Regions from separate parts of the Pan troglodytes genome. Here region 2 is linked to region 1. A link is a contact called in public Hi-C data. All regions are on one chromosome and are shown on one strand. The core of a region is the stretch at or near the end of the contact, and the rest is flanking DNA. Distances in the headings are between cores, read along the strand shown.

Region 1 (2,724 bases), core at 115-2,614:
CCCTGTGTTCAGGAGGTTAATAAGGACCTAGGCTCTGCCTGGGGAAGGAGGCATCGTGGGGCCAGGGAGGCGGGAAGGGACTGGGCACCAGGGCTTCCAGGAGAGAAGCCGTCTGAGAGCTGTCTGTAGAGGGCAGTGTGTCCCAGTGTGAGGCCAGTAACCAAGTGCCCAACCTAGCCAGGTTTTTATGTGGCCCCTTGTGATGCTGGGGCTCCTCACATGCCTTCATTCAAAAATACACGGAGCAGCCAGGCACCTACTCCATGGCCTTGCACGACAATCGGAATCACTAAATCACAAACACGTGTGCAAATTACAGCCCTGACCACCGACCGCTCACCATCCCAAGCCCCGGCCGTGTGTGTGGTGGGAAGGCAGTCTTTGAAGGGCAGATGCCTGACGGAGCAGTAGGAGGGGGAAATCTATGAGGAAGGGGTCGGGGGAGAGGAGGGCTAGGAAACCAGGTTTGGGGATTCATCACGTCTGAGAATGCACCATTTTTTCACTGGGCTCCAATTTGATGTCGTCCAGCTGCACCTCTCCCCAAAATGAAGACGGGGAAGGCGAGATCCAGGTCCAGAGCTCCCAATCTGCAAGCCATTGCAAATCCCAGCCCCTCCCCAGCCTCAGTTTCTTCCGCAGCCGGGTAGTGGGAGCGCAGGGAGGGCAGTCGAGGCCACCAGGGACCTTGCCCGGCCCCGCCCAGTTTCCGAGGAACTGGGCCGGGGTGGAGGCGACCGCGCCGCCAGGGGTTCCTCTGAAGCCTGTGGTCAGGCCGCCGCTTCCTGGGAAGCCCGAGCCAAGATCAGAGACCGCGGCCGGCCGGGGCTTCGGGACAGCAGGGCGGGCGACTGAGGGCGTCGACGGCGGGTGGAGCAGGGGCTAGGAGGGGGTCTACGGGTGGGGTCAGGCTCAGGGTTGGGGACACCTTCTGTGGCCTCCTAGGGGGATCTGGCTGCAGGGGAGGAGAGGACAGGGCTCTGCCCCCGGCGGGTGTGGAGACAGCTGGGGCGGAGGAGGGTGTGTCAGGGCGCGTCCCAAGAGGGCCTGGCGGCAGAAAGTGGAACCGGAGGTAGCGGGGCAAAATCGGGGTCGCCAAGTCCGAAGGAGAGGTCCGAGAAGTGGCCGGAAGGCGCAGGGTCGGGGCCAGAGCCCCTCGAGAGGCGGGTGCTGGGGCAGGTGCGAACAGGCGGGCAGAGGGCCCCGCGGGAGGGTCCACAAGAGAGGGAAACAGGGCCGAAGCGGTCCTCGCCGGACGCCACCGCGGAAAGAGAAACCAAAAGTGGAGCTGGGGGCGGGGCCGGCAGGGGCGGGGCCTCCCGCCGTCGCTAGCCCCGCCTCCAAGCCGGTTTAAAAGACTGGCGCAGGGGCGGGCGCCGAGCAGAGCGAGCTGCGGCCGTGGCAGCTGCGCGGCTCCTGGCCCCGGAGCATGCGCGAGAGCCGCCCCGGAGCGCCCCGGAGCCCCCCGCCGTCCCGCCCGCGGCGTCCCGCGCCCCGCCGCCAGGTGAGCCGGGCCCTGGGCAAGGAGGCGGGAGGGAGGAGGGAGGGGAGTCCAGGGCAGCCAGGAGTCGGGCGGGCCTCGGGGGCTGCAGGATGGGGTCGCGGCCGCGATGCCCCTGACCCTCGCCGGCCCCACCCAGGCCGCCCCCCGCGCGCGGGGCTCCCGCAGCACAGCCTTTCTCCGGCCCTAGCCCAAATCGCCCAGACCAGGCGCGGATCCCAGCCTGGCCAGCAGGCGGCGGGCGCGGGGCGGCGAGCCGGGGCCGGACGGCTGGAGCCAGAGCCGGCTGCTCTCCACGCCCCCCTCTCGGTGCTGCCCGGAGGCCGGACTCCGCCTCCACCGAGCCCCCACCCGCCGGGAAGAGCTCCGCGGAGTACAGAGCCCATTTTCCAGCTGTGTCCACTGAGGCTGAACGGATCCGCGCGGACTTGGTGCTCCGTGCTCGCCCCCTAGGGCCGGGTCCGCCGGGAGCGCCGCCCTCCGGAGTTGTCCGGCCGGCGCACACCTGCCCGGCCCCGCAGCGCCCCAGCTCACCGCTTTGTCTCTCCCGCAGCGCACCCCCGGACGCTATGGCCCACCCCTCCGGCTGGCCCCTTCTGTAGGATGGTAGCACACAACCAGGTGGCAGCCGACAATGCAGTCTCCACAGCAGCAGAGCCCCGACGGCGGCCAGAACCTTCCTCCTCTTCCTCCTCCTCGTCCGCGGCCCCCGCGCGCCCGCGGCCGTGCCCCGCGGTCCCGGCCCCGGCCCCCGGCGACACGCACTTCCGCACATTCCGTTCGCACGCCGATTACCGGCGCATCACACGCGCCAGCGCGCTCCTGGACGCCTGCGGATTCTACTGGGGGCCCCTGAGCGTGCACGGGGCGCACGAGCGGCTGCGCGCCGAGCCCGTGGGCACCTTCCTGGTGCGCGACAGCCGCCAGCGGAACTGCTTCTTCGCCCTTAGCGTGAAGATGGCCTCGGGACCCACGAGCATCCGCGTGCACTTTCAGGCCGGGCGCTTTCACCTGGATGGCAGCCGCGAGAGCTTCGACTGCCTCTTCGAGCTGCTGGAGCACTACGTGGCGGCGCCGCGCCGCATGCTGGGGGCCCCGCTGCGCCAGCGCCGCGTGCGGCCGCTGCAGGAGCTGTGCCGCCAGCGCATCGTGGCTACCGTGGGCCGCGAGAACCTGGCTCGCATCCCCCTCAACCCCGTCCTCCGCGACTACCTGAGCTCCTT
Region 2 (2,724 bases), core at 129-2,628, 110 kb before region 1:
TTCCCTTCCAGTTTACCATCTGGAAGAAGGAATAAACTTATTTTTCTTATTCACCAATAATTTATGTAAACCAAACATTGCAAACAAGGGTTTCCTTAGCAACCTCTATCTCATTCTCTTCAGATACCAATTGCTCTCCAGTAAAGGGAGTGTCCTGTTCCCCACAACTTAAATTAACTTGGAAATCTCACTTAAAACAGAAAAGTTAAGGTCTTCATAAGGTTTACCAGGGGCAATGCATTTGCAGGAATGCACGGGGCTGAAGGTCAAAGGCAAAGAAAACAAGGCACAAATTCTTTCACCCAGATGTGGTTTGTCCTTGTACACCCATGGTTAACAAGGTCACCTGGCAATGACAAATCTGCTTTTGAAGTTTTGTTTTTTTTTCTGGAGGCAGAGTCTTGTTCTGTCACTGAGGCTGGAGTGCAGTGGCGCGATCTCGGCTCACTGCAATCTCTGTCTCATGGGTTCAAGCGATTCTCCTGCCTCAGCCTCTGAGTAGCTGGGATTACAGGCGCCCACCACCATGCCTGGCTAATTTTTGATTTTTAGTATAGACGGGGTTTCACCATGTTGGCCAGGATGGTCTAAAACTCCTGATTCTCAAGTGATCCACCCGCCTTGTCCTCCCAAAGTGCTGGGATTATAGGCATGAGCCACCGTGCCCGGCCAGGTCAGTTTTCTCTAACAGAAGTAACAAAACAGATGTAATCCAAAATCACAGATATATCAAAATTTTCAAAATGGTGTTGGAGGCCAGGTGCAGTGGCTCATGACTGTAATCCCAACACCTTGGGACGCCGAGACAGGAGGATCACTTGAGATCAAGAATTCAAGACCAGCCTGGCCAACACATCGAGACCTCGTATCTATAAAAAAAAGTTTTTTTTTTTAATTGAGATGGAGTCTCGCTCTGTTGCCCAGGCTGGAGTGCAGTGGCGCCATCTCGGCTCACTGCAAGCTCCGCCTCCTGGGTTCATGCCATTCTCCTGCCTCAGCCTCCCGAGTAGCTGGGACTACAGGCCCCACGACACGCCCGGCTAATTTTTTGTATTTTTAGTATTCACTGTGTTAACCAGGATGGTCTCGGTCTCCTGACCTCGTAATCTGCCCGCCTCAGCCTCCCAAAGTGCTGGGATTACAGGCATGAGCCACCACGCCCGGCCAAAAGTGTTTAATGGTATTAGAAAATGCTGACTTGGGTAGTGACAGTTTCAATGCATCATTGCCTGGCCTTCTGGGTTTCACCTTGAACCTTGTGACAGGTGATCAAGTCATGTGTCCAAGCTCAGGGACTTCCTGTTGTACAGAGATGATGCTGCCTGGAGCACCCTACTCCAATCCCCCTCCCTTCAACTTCTCACAGTGTATCATATTCAGCCCACACCAGGGCAAGCCCCGCTCATGTCATCAGCCCTGCCCTGGCCAACAGCCTAGAAAAGATGCAGGTCAACTCCCACAAAGGGCAGGGTGACTCAGTTCATTCACATGCTACAAGCCAGCTGCCTGCCTGGTACTCTCTCCAGACCTGGGCTGTGTGCAAACTGCACAGACAGGGCCCCGTGCTCAGAAGGGTCCCCAATGCTTACTTGAATGCTCTATTACCATCTTGAATCTTAATTTCTGAAAATTATTGATTTTCATTTTGTGCTGATCCCTGCAAATTAAGTAGCCATTCCTACTTCAGAGCCACTTAACGAAGGTTCTTGGGTGGCTGGAATAGGCTGGGGTTTCCATAAAATAAGGGACTGGCTGGCCGGGCGTGGTGGCTCAAGCCTGTAATCCCAGCATTTTGGGAGGCCAAGGTGGGTGGATCATCAGGTCAAGAGATTGAGATCATCCTGGCTAACACAGTGAAACCTCATCTCCACTAAAAATACAAAAAGTTAGCCAGGAATGGCGGCACACGCCTGTGGTCCCAGCTACTTGGGAGGCTGAGGCAGGAGAATCGCTTGAACCTGGGAGGCAGAGGTTGCAATGAGCCGAGACTGCGCCACTGCACTCCAGCCTGGGCAACAGAACGAGACTCCATCTCAAAAAAAAAAAAAAAAAAAAGGCGGGGGAGGTGTTGCTGGCCAGGCGCAGAGCCCCTGCAACAGAAGACCCTTCCCTTGCTCTAAAGTAACCCTCTCAGAGCCATTTCTTAATGGAGCCTGCAACAGCCTGGTGACCTGCCCTCAACTGTTTTAATCATTGGCTGTCCCCTTCTTCAAGAGCAGGTGCATTTCACATAAGTGCATAATTAATACTAACAAGAGGGGCCACTGCCCGTGTGCTGGGGCCCTGTCATGTGTATTCTGTGCTCAGGGTCCCTGGGAGGCAAAGGACCCAGATCTATCCTTACAGTATGACTATAGATCACTCTAGAGTGGCCTGTCCTAAGCAGGACAAGACCCGGCAACCCTTTTGGTCAATGCTGGAGCATCTCCCAGGGATGAGCAATGGTGGCGTTCGCAGGATGGCTGGCAGCACTCGGCAGTGGGCCAGCTGTGCCTCAGTGATTCTGGTGGTTCAAACCCACAACCCAGCCAACTCACCCTAGGCTCCAACCAGCCTGGCTAACTGGGGACAGCCATTCCCAGCTGCACTCAGGCATCTGAAAGACCCTTCCTTTCCTGCGAAGCCTCTTTCAGGGTTTCAGGAAGGAAGTGGAGACAGTAAGGGGAAACCACAAACCCATATAACTCTAATAGTATCACCTCTTGGTCCATGGGGGTGGGGGAA

Evidence for each region. Hi-C and Micro-C count contacts between places; a contact is called where the count stands out from the background.
Region 2: a Hi-C map of a lymphoblastoid cell line shows a contact between it and region 1, with 2.2 times the contacts expected there. The contact joins the enhancer-like site here to the promoter of SOCS1 in region 1. A contact is called at or near these places in 3 of 7 Hi-C or Micro-C datasets (induced pluripotent stem cells, a lymphoblastoid cell line and stem cell-derived neural progenitor cells).

The regions. Positions count from the first base shown.
Region 1 is chr18:13,902,518-13,905,241 of NHGRI_mPanTro3-v2.0_pri, reverse strand. It overlaps SOCS1 (suppressor of cytokine signaling 1), which reads left to right and starts at 1,364. Exons shown (of 2, transcript XM_016929424.3): 1 at 1,364-1,504; 2 at 2,055-2,724. The coding sequence starts at 2,105. All of the region lies in intron 1 of LOC129137279 (a long non-coding RNA gene), which reads right to left.
Region 2 is chr18:14,010,200-14,012,923 of NHGRI_mPanTro3-v2.0_pri, reverse strand. No RefSeq gene overlaps it. Among named protein-coding and RNA genes, the nearest start is that of RMI2, 18 kb to the right of the region's middle. Within about 2 kb of position 1,378, at least 2 of the 24 cell types and tissues checked have an H3K27ac peak or open chromatin away from gene starts, as enhancers often do. A contact at or near this core is called in a lymphoblastoid cell line, where this site is marked.